Linked DNA regions of Mus musculus: region 1 is linked to region 2. The links are chromatin contacts, called in public HiChIP or PLAC-seq maps. All regions are on one chromosome and are shown on one strand. The core of a region is the stretch at or near the end of the contact, and the rest is flanking DNA. Distances in the headings are between cores, read along the strand shown. Region 1 overlaps Igf2bp2 (insulin-like growth factor 2 mRNA binding protein 2). Region 2 overlaps Senp2 (SUMO/sentrin specific peptidase 2).

Evidence for each region. HiChIP or PLAC-seq counts read pairs in DNA pulled down with a chosen protein or histone mark.
Region 1: a contact with region 2 is called in an H3K27ac HiChIP or PLAC-seq map of microglia, with 4 times the contacts expected there. The contact joins two enhancer-like sites. A contact is called at or near these places in 1 of 15 datasets of contacts at CTCF or cohesin (pro-B cells), 6 of 484 Hi-C or Micro-C datasets (the C10 cell line, the P5424 cell line, Sertoli cells and 2 more), 6 of 115 datasets of contacts at active chromatin or transcription factors (bone marrow-derived macrophages, embryonic stem cells, memory CD8 T cells and 1 more) and 3 of 9 other capture datasets (adipose tissue, liver and pancreatic islet).

The regions. Positions count from the first base shown.
Region 1 is chr16:22,116,513-22,121,484 of GRCm38.p6, forward strand. All of the region lies in intron 2 of Igf2bp2 (insulin-like growth factor 2 mRNA binding protein 2), which reads right to left. Among named protein-coding and RNA genes, the nearest start is that of Igf2bp2, 44 kb to the right of the region's middle. Within about 2 kb of position 3,194, at least 116 of the 459 cell types and tissues checked have an H3K27ac peak or open chromatin away from gene starts, as enhancers often do. A contact at or near this core is called in bone marrow-derived macrophages and microglia, where this site is marked.
Region 2 is chr16:22,041,237-22,046,732 of GRCm38.p6, forward strand. Senp2 (SUMO/sentrin specific peptidase 2) reads left to right here. Exons shown (of 17, transcript NM_029457.3): 14 at 86-165; 15 at 1,734-1,818; 16 at 2,977-3,072; 17 at 5,397-5,496. The coding sequence ends at 5,459. Among named protein-coding and RNA genes, the nearest start is that of Senp2, 35 kb to the left of the region's middle. Within about 2 kb of position 2,760, at least 11 of the 459 cell types and tissues checked have an H3K27ac peak or open chromatin away from gene starts, as enhancers often do. A contact at or near this core is called in bone marrow-derived macrophages and microglia, where this site is marked.

The sequences.
Region 1 (4,972 bases), core at 1,944-4,443, 76 kb after region 2:
GCTCCAGTGAATATTGATCAACACAAACTAGGCTTAGGGTTCCTTTCTTTTTTGGAGGGAGGGCGGTGTCGTAAAGGTTGGGGTAGGACCTGGGAGGACTGGGAAGTGAGTATGATCAGGGTGCGTTTTGTGAAATTCCCAAATAATCAATAAAAGCATTATGTTGGGAAGGGGCTCTCTTCCAGTCAAGGATAAAAACCAACCAGTGCACACCAAGAACAGAGAGATAAGAAAGTGTAATAGGCAAAAGCACCCTTAAGAGGTCAGGCCACCCTGCCCTCTGGCTTCTGCAGAGAAGTTTCCCTCCTGTGATCCCATGCAGTAGTCTCCAGAGCCACAAGCCAGGGCTGGAAAAGATGTGGATGGCTTACTAGAATGTCACACTTACACATGTAACTAAGAGTCCACACCCGGGCTGCCAGTCTTTCAGAAGCCACCAGTCGGCAATGAGGTCAGGGCTGCAAATAGCAGTGTTTCTCATGGGCAAGAACTCTAGCTGTGATGTTAGAGTCTTTCTGTACCGATAACATAATCATAAATCGGACTAAACACTTTCTGTATATTTTCTAACTTACATAAAATGGAGAAATTGTATAATGACCTCAGCTTTAACAATGAATCACCCTATGGCAATCTCACATCATATGTCTCCTAACTCACACAGGCCACTTGACTGAATGGTTCTCACGTGTGAACTCTGCAGATGGCAATGTCAAAAAGTAGAACATTCCCATGGGTAAACCAGATTTTCTATATATTTTACTTAGACATATGTCAGTCTTATTAAAGATATTACTATGTCTTATTAAAAGATAATTTTTTAAAGATTTATTTATTATTCTGAACCAAAATAACCCGCTCCTCCCTTAGGCTGCCTCTGCCTAATACTCTGTCACAATGACAAGTCACTACCACAGGGAGATTAGAGGGATCTCAGAAACAGCAAGGCCAGGCCTATCTCAGCCACATGAGAGAGGCTGAGGTAGAAGGATCCTTCAGGCTTAGACGTTCACGCACAGCCAGGATGGCACTGAAGCGACTTAACCCTAAGAAACAAAAACAGCAAAAACCTACAGAAACAGCAGCGAATTTATAATCAACAGTTGACAGTAACTGAAGGTCTTTAAATGGTACTTTTTATTATTATAAAAATAGTATCGCCGGGCGTGGTGGCGCACGCCTTTAGTTCTAGCACTCAGGAGGCAGAGGCAGGCGGATTTCTGAGTTCAAGGCCAGCCTGGTCTACAAAGTGAGTTCCAGGACAGCAGGGCTACACAGAGAAACCCTGTCTCGAAAAAAATAGTATCTTTCTGGGGCTAGGAATGGAGTGAATCAGAAGAACACCTGTCTACCATACACCGAAGCCCTTGGTGTGGTCCCAGCACCATATAAACAGCGGATGCTGATCATCTCAGCTCTCAGGAGGTACAGGCAAGGAAGACTGAAATACAAGGGCATCAATGCATGGTTTTGAGGTCAAATCTGAGCTTCTTGAGGCTCTGTCTCAAACAAACAAACAAACAAACAAACAAACAAAACCCCCCACAAACACCTTTTGGGAGGATGCATTAGACCCGCCCACCTTACAGAGAGTAAGTAGCAGGGTTTACTTAAAGCCTAACAATTAAAATACAGATCATAAGCAAGACAGGCTTTGCCAGACAACACAACTGTGTCACACCAAACATCCATGCATCTTCGCCTTTCCAGAAGGGTCACATGAAATTATCTAGTGAAACAAGTAATTGCCTAAGTTCTTCCCACCATGCACTCCGCTCCTAAATAAGACTACAGAGTAAGCAATCAGGAGGGGGTGGGTCTGGAGTTATCCCAAAGGAGGCGGCGCTCAAGCAGTAACAAGGGCCAGAGGCTAAGCTGTATTCACTGAGCAGCTCTGAGTGGCTTGTGGACACCCTGCTTGCTTCCCTTGAGACCTGCCCACTACATGAACCTAGGCTATCAGTCTTAAAGAAAAAAAAAAAAAAAATCCTATTGATCAAGCAATTGAAACAGACTGAAAAATGTAACATAGACAAGTTATTAGCAGGAAAAGCCTCAATCATTTAAATATCATCCTTGGTGTTTTGGCAGGCTTCTGTCTTCTCTCAATGTAGGGAGCTAAGAGAGGCCTCTAAGCGGTAAGGACTCTAAGCAGGGCCTCAGCTCCAGTGCCTGACTTACTGCACACCCCAGGGACAAAGTAGACTTTCAGAAAATGGAACAACCATGTGAGGTCTCCATTCACATCTGTAGCAACTTCTGCTGCTGGGTTCATAGCTAGGACCTGGTTATTTCATTCAGGTATATAAATACCTGTAACTCTTGAACAATTCAGATCTCAAGTATGTGGAGGGTGTGATCTCGGAGCACCCATAGTTCGCCAGGAGGTGGCTCTGTCTTGGGAGGTCTACAACACAGGCCCGGAAGTGGTTTTCTGCAGACCACGTTCACCATGATTCCCAGAAGGAAGATCCCTAAAAATAGGTAGTGACCGCCTCTCCTGTGTGTCATTATGTTACGATAAAGCAGCTGACATGACAAGCCATTAGTCACAAGCCTTACTGACTCAGGTTCCAGCCTACACGAGGGGTGACCTGGGTTACAACTCACTGAGGGTTCTACTTGACAGGTCTCACAGTGCTACCCGGAGACGGTGTGGCTGTACTGGCAGGAACTATCTATGTATGTCTCCCCTCCCACCATGAGGTGTCTACTCTTTGGCTTCCGGATCACTTGAGTCCAATGATTTATTTCTTCCCCCTCCTTCCCCTTGCTAATTTTAAACTCAAGTCCAAATTAATATTTTTTTGAGAGATAGCGTCATGCTGAGCCCCTCCTACGACTTCTCATGACCGAGGAATCAACTGCAGCACAAAACATCTTGTGGCGGCCTCAGAATAGAAAGCACACTTAGAGAGTTTTAGTTTCTTTTTTTGGCCCAAAGCTGCCAAAGCAGTGATTTGCTCTAACTTCTGCTCTAAACACACACGCTTCCCCCATTTAGCTATCTATTTAGTGATACAAGGGATACACACAAAATAAAATTGAGACACATATTCTTTGGACCGGTAAGCTCAAGTTTACGTGGCAGCAGTGGGAGAGGGGCTTGCTGTGGACACCAGTGAGAAGCAGCGAGCGCAGGTCAGCAGAGGAGCAGGCGAGGCATGGTGAGGCGAGGCGCGGCGAGGCGTGAGCACGTGAGCATGGCGAGGCGCACAGGCCCCCTCCCTGCTCGGGCTCTGACCACTCGCTTCCTTCCTGTTCTCTCTGCCCTCTTGTCAGTGTCCTAGATGCTGATGTATGATATGATGCACCATGCCCTCCTCACTGTGGGTGCCTGAAGGATAGGGACCCATGGAGAAGATGCTTCCAAAAGCAAGGAAGCATGGAGCAGGGCTGGGAGACTGGGGAAGCTGAGCCACGCTTCCCACAGTCGGGGCTTCAACAACAAGTTCACGGCCAGATCCTGATTTCACCCTTAACTTAAACTTGTTGACTATAGAAGTCCTGTGGAACCCGAGAACAGAAAACATGCTGGTTCTAGATTTCTAGACAGATGAGACTACAATGGTAACAGATCTCTTGGGTGAAATTCCTGTCCATCAGGAAGTGACGCTGTGAGCCTAAATGCAGACTATTCCTAAAGGCAGGCTCTTTGTAAGGAGCAACCGTAATGGGTACAGATACATGAGCTTCAGTTCTGTAAAAACATCACCTGCTTGCTCCACTTCTTCCCCCAAACCAAAGGCAGAGACACATGGAGAAAATGTGCATTTTGGGGGCTGGAGAGATGACTCAGCGGTTAAGAGCACCAACTTCTCTTCCAGAAGTCCTGAGTTCAATTCCCAGCAATCACATGGTGGCTCACAGCCATCTGTAATGGGATCTGATGCCTTCTTCTGGTGTGTCTGAAAAGAGTAAGAGTGTACTCATTTACATAAAATAAATAAATCTTAAAAGGAAGGAAGGAAGGAAGGAAGGAAGGAAGGAAGGAAGGAAGGAAGAAAGATGCAGGAAGGAAGGAAGAAAGATGCAGGCAAGGAAAGGAAAGGAAAGGAAAGGAAAGGAAAGGAAAGGAAAGGAAAGGAAAGGAAAGGAAAGGAAAGGAAAGGAAGATGCAGTTTCTTATAGTTGGGTAACGAACTTACTGTCCACAGCTGTTGACCACTGCAATGGGGCCCACATTTTCAGCTACTATCAAATAGGAGCTCTTATCAAGTGCAATTTAAATAGCAATAAACATCAAAATAATTCGTCTGTGTGGCTAATCAGATCTGCTCTGCCACTGTTCTCCTTTTATCTACTGATGGCTCCTCTTCTCCCATCAGACAGTCCTCTCTTTCACACTCTCTCTCTCTCTCTCTCTCTCTCTCACACACACACACACACTCTTATTCCTCTCCCCTTTCTTGTCCCTGGCTCTCCCCTCCAGTTAGACCCTTCTCTCTCCTTACACAGTCCCCCTTCCATGACCTTCCTATATTTTAGAGTCTAGCGTAGACATAGGAGAGAAAACCCCTGGTCTTTGTCTTTCTGAGCCCAGCTTGTCTCACTTGACATGATCTCCTGCTCCTTCATTCCCCTGGTATGGCATTTCACTCCTCTTTACGGCTGAGGAGTATTTTGTGCATATGTGCTATGTGTATCCACTGAGCATATTTGCCAAAGCTTTTAATCCACTCACCTGCTGAAGGGCTTCCCTGCGGCCCCATACCTTGGCCACTGTGAAGGATGCATGCGCTGCGCTGCTATCTTGGCCACTGTGAAGGACGCATGCGCTGCGCTGCTATCTCTTTGGCACACTGACTTAGATTCACCCCAGCCTAAGTGGTTCGCTGAGTCATTCCATTCTATTTTCAGCATTTCTTGAGGAACCTCCACACTGATTTCCATGGTGGCTACACTCAGTTCCAAACAGCAGTGTCTTGAGAGGCCTCCCTTCCCCACAGGTAGTATAATAACATCCTAAATT
Region 2 (5,496 bases), core at 1,510-4,009:
GGCTAGGCTACATAGACCTTGTCTCAGTAAAATCAAACAGCAAAAACAGATGTCTGTCTAAGGATTTCGCCTTTTCCCATTATAGGTGATGGACCTAAGAAAAAAGTGTCTTAAATATCTGGATTCTATGGGACAAAAAGGCCACAGGATCTGTGAGATTCTTCTGTAAGTAAAGTCTGAAAATCTCACTGTGTTCTGTTATTCCTCAATTGGATAATCTCTTGTATTTATGGAATTGTGTTTATGGATCATGGAAAGCAAGTCCTCAGGTCTTTCAGGATAAGGCACAGCCTCTAGAATTGTGGTTGAAATTAGATTTCTTTGGAATTGGTATTCTGGGTATCCTGAAAAATTATTAGCCAAGGAGTCTTGGCCCGTAATCCTGATGCCAACTCATGCCCACGTTTTCTAATAGTGGGACTCATTTCATAGAACTCAGGGACATTAAAGTGTGTGGTTTGTTCAGGCAAATATTCCAAATATAGTAGTCCTCACTGTTGTGAAGTATATATCTAGGTTAGTGTCTACAACCACAGGCATTATAGCACCAACCTGTGTGGACTGCTTTATCCAAAGCATGAAGGTGAGCTGAGCGGTGGTGGCGCACGCCTTTAATCCCAATATCCCAGCACTTGGGAGGCAGAGGCAGGCAGATTTCTGAGTTCGAGGCCAGCCTGGTCTACAGAGTGAGTTCCAGGACAGCCAGGGCTACACAGAGAAACCCTGTCTTGAAAAAACAGAAAAAAAAAAAATTAATAGTCAGAAGATAACTAAATTCTTTACTAAGAGTTTACTTGTTCTTATAATGGAGAATTAAATTTTTCTTGAAAAACAAGCAAATAATGATTTTCCCCCTAACCCAAGCTTCTTTAGAACCTTTAACATGAAGTAATGTGTTTTATCATTGTTTTTTCTACATCTGTAAAGATGTCCATGGGGTTTCTGTCCTTGAGTCCATTTAGATCATTTAGAACATTCATTGAGTTACACATATTGAACCTTTCTTGCATCTCTGGTCAAGTTGCACCGACAGCTTAGTCACTGTGCATGCTCTTTTTGATGTGTTCTTGACTTCAGGTTTTTTGTTGTTGTTTTTTTTTAAATATTTTTTTAAATTTACTTATTATTCTACGTAAGTACACCATAGCTGTCTTCGGACGCACCAGAAGAGGGCGTCAGATCTCATTACGGGTGGTTGTGAGCCACCATGTGGTTGCTGGGATTTGAACTCAGGACCTTCGGAAGAGCAGTCAGTGCTCATACCTGCTGAGCCACCTCACCAGCCCTTGACTTCAGTTTGCAAGTATTTTGTCTGTGTTTAAATTTATCAGGGAAGTTAGTTAATCTCCCTCATCCCCACCCCATGTCTTTATCGGCCTTTGACTTGGAAGTGTTTCTTCCTTTTCTTTCTTCTTCTAGAGTAGCTTGAAAAGCCTGGTATTAGTGGTGAACTCTTTAATTGTAGGTATAGAGAACTAGAAACTTCCAGTGTCTGTTGTAAAGGATTCGCTTTTTATTTTCTTTTAAAGTAAGTATGATATCTTTGAACATGTAAATTTTTTACTAGCATGAGAGGGAAACCTAAAAAATAAAAGTTACATTTCTAAAAAAACAAATAGATCCAGATTTGAGAATGACATCCCTGCTAAATATCACAAAGTTCTTTTTAATCACAGTGAGTGTTCTCTTGGGACTTCATTGATACATTCATTCTTTGTTCTTGTTTTCTTTAGTCAGTATTTACAGGATGAAAGCAAGACCAAAAGAAATACAGATCTCAACCTCTTAGAGTGGACCCACTACAGCATGAAGCCACATGTAAGTGAGGCTCAGGCCTGGACACCTTTCTCTTTCTTCCTTCCTTCCTTTCCTAAAGTGTGCTGTGTGGTGTGTGAGACCCCAGTGTATACATGTGTGTGGTGGGCATGCTACCTATCCTTCCCCAGTTGTAACTGCATTTGGGAATCGAAGGGACTCTGTTGCCATCCAGTGTGAGATTCAGCAGTGGAGTAAGCCTTCCGCTATTCTCCTTCTCATGTATCCCTTATGTCTGCCTGGGGCGATGCAGGCTGGGCACACAGCTTAGTCCATACAGGTTTATTTTCTAATGTTCCCAGCTGTGGTTCTGCCTCAGACAGGACTAACCCTCATGGCACGGTCTTAGTTGATTACAACCTCTGAGATGGTTTTCTCTTCTCACTTGAAACCGTAGGGACCCTCAGCAGCGGGCACTTGTCCTGGTTGTTAAGAGTATGTGAGCTCTGCAGGATTGAAGTAGATTCCTGTGTTCCACATTGATCTGATTGACCCTCTCTTCATCCCCTTTGAAAGTCGATAGTACTTTTGAAATGTCAACAGTATTTTTTTTTAATTAGTTTATTTTACATCCAAACTTCAGTTTCCCCTCCCTTCTCTCCTCCAGTCCTTCCTTCCAACCTTCCCTTCCCCTGACCCACTCTACCCACCTGTCCTCCCTTTCTCTTTAGAACGGGGCTCCGCCCCTGGGTATCAGCCAGCCTTGGCACACCAAGTTGCAGTAAGAGCATCTCTTCCTACTGAGGCTAGACAAAATAGCCCAGTAATGGGGAAGGGTCCCAAAAGCTACCAGAGTCAGAGACAGCCCTGCTCCCACTGTAGGAGTCCATCATGAAGAGTCACTAGTGTTCTTGTAATAAACCAAATGTGGGTCCTCTTATCTCAGCTCTCGCCGTGTGTGCTGGGCTTTGTTTTGCCTTTTAGTAGAGTTCTCACTTCTTCTTTCTTCTATGAATGTTTCTGTGGAGTCTCATGCACTGTACCCGTGGTTAGGGTTTTCTACCACAGAGAATAAGAGGGATTGTGCTTGTATGTGTGTCTGTGTTTGTGCAACAGCAGACTTATCGACCTTTATCATGCTGCTTTCACAGTCTGTTTAGAAAGAGATTAATGATGTCTGTGTAATGATATTTTACCTCTTTTCTGTTTGTTTGGTTTTAGGAGATTCCTCAGCAGTTGAATGGGAGTGACTGTGGAATGTTTACTTGTAAATATGCAGATTATATTTCTAGGGACAAACCTATCACATTCACTCAGGTGAGTCCAGGCTGCTGCTTGTGCACTTAGTTGGTACTATGCTTTGGCAGTGCCTGGCACATTTCAGGCTCTTCAAATGAACAGTACTGTTGCTGAGAACCGTGGGTAAGGCCCCCAGTTGTCAGAAGCAGTGTCCTGCGTGCTCTGTTGCAGCGTGTATTCTCAGGACTGCCCTGCTCTTGAAAGACCAGGGGGATAACTTGCTTGTCCTTCAACTTCATTTGTAACTGGTTCCTGTGTGTTACTGTTACTTTTAGCTAGAGAGAGGCGTGTGAGGATAGATGACAGCAGGGGGAAGGAAGCTGGGCCTGTCCTCACAGGACTCACCCGAGTATAAGATGGAAGCGGGAAGGAATGGGCTTTCCTTTCTGCAAGGTGGTGTACTTGAGAGGAGACACAGGCACATCAGAAGAAATGTTTACATTGCTGTTTGATGGTGGGCTCGCTCTTTGTCCAGCCACAGTTGACCCCAATTAAAATTATTCCTCAATCATAGACCTTCATTTGATAGTTCCTGATTGTCAGACAAGCTGCTTGTTGAACAGTAGAACTAAATGCTTTGGAGGAACATGAAGTCAGTTGGACTCCCTGCCGAGTTCATATCTTCCCAGTCTCAAAGAACTCACTACTGAGGAGTCTCCGCTCTTTCACTAGGAATAAATGTTGTGTTTTACTGGGCATGGTGGTGCATATCTCTAATCCCAACACTAGAGAGGCAGAGACTGGAGGAGGGTCTGTGAGCTTCAGGCCAGCCTGGTTTGCGTAGTGAGTGCCGGGCCAACTAGTACTACATAGTGAGACTGTCTCAAAAAAAAAAAATTAATGTGTTTTTTTTTAAAGATTTTTGCCATATATATCCTCCAAAAACTCAGTAATTTATTATATAGAGCCACTTATTTATAGCAATGTACCATGAATAGGGCAAATATGCGAACCTCAATTTTGAATTTTTTTGTGTGTGTGAGACAAGATTTCTCTGGGTAGCCAAGGCTGTCCTCATACTCAGAGATCTGCCTGCCTCTGCCTTCCCAGTACTGGAATTAAAGGTGCAGACCCCCACCTCCCAGCTGGAACTTCAATTTTATCAAACGTGGGGATGGGTGTCTGAGTTACAAATACTTTTGGGTGCTTTGCGTTTTGTTGCTCTGAAAACATGCCAGTGATTCTCCGTGAAAGCACTGAGTCTCTCTCGCTTTCCTACCCTAGACTCTGGTTTTATTTTGTTTCTGTTCTATTTTTTCTGATGCGGGGATACTGTGGAGCCAGACTAGCCTCAGACTCACGATCTTCATATCTTAGCTGCTTTCTAAAGTGTTGGGATTATAGGTGTATACCGCCATGGCCAGCTAATATAAATAGCAAGGAATTGATGAGATTTCATGGGAATAAGCAGCTTTTGGAACAAAATAGTGGTAGAACGGAAATAAGATTGTAGATTTGTTTGGTTTTCACCTTTAAAAGTCACTTAAATTGAAAACAGGGCCTCATAAATACTAGGCAAGAAAGACCTCTACTACTGAGCCATAGTTTCCTGCTTTAAGGTCACTTTTTAATATAAAAACAAATTGTTTTTTAAATGATGTTAATTTAGAATTTAGAGAAGTTTCCTGTTGTGCCACTGTGTGGACATTTCTGTTTTGGTGCATGTTGTATGCTCTTGTTCTATAGTATGTGACTCTGTCTCCAGCTTTGGTTTTCCTTAGCATGTAAGGGCATATGCACCTGTAGAGTAATTAATGTCCTTATATACGCATATAGACTAGGTGTGTGACACTTGTCATCCCAGAACTGCGGAGGATGGGGAACTAGAAGCTTGTGGCCACAGTCAGCTTAAGCTGTTTTGCAATATCCTTCCTTCTCAAACAAACAAAATATACAAAAAACCTTTGTCAAACACAGAGACACATGCCTTTAATCCCAGCCCCAGAGATGTATGTAGTCAAGAAGATAGGAATTCAAGAAGGCCGCCTTGACTAGAAATAAATCCCACTGTGCTTTAGAATCATGTGCATGGGGGCTGGAGAGATGGCTCAGTGGTTAAGAGCACTGACTGCTCTTCCAAAGGTCCTGAATTCAAATCCCAGCAACTACATGGTGGCTCACAACCATCTGTAATGAGATCTGATGCCCTCTTCTGGTGCATCTGAAGACAGCTACAGTGTACTTAGATATAATAATAAATCTTAAAAAAAAAAAAAAAAAGAATCATGTGCATGATGTAAAACGGTGAAGCTTATGTAGAGGACATGTGCATTGTTGTATTTATGACACCTAAAGGCTGTCGTGCTGCACACAAGAGTGTATAACACTGTCGTTCCTTTCAGCACCAGATGCCTCTCTTCCGGAAGAAGATGGTGTGGGAGATCCTTCACCAGCAGTTGCTGTGACAATGCCCCGCCTGGTCTTCTAGCTGCTGGTGGTTCT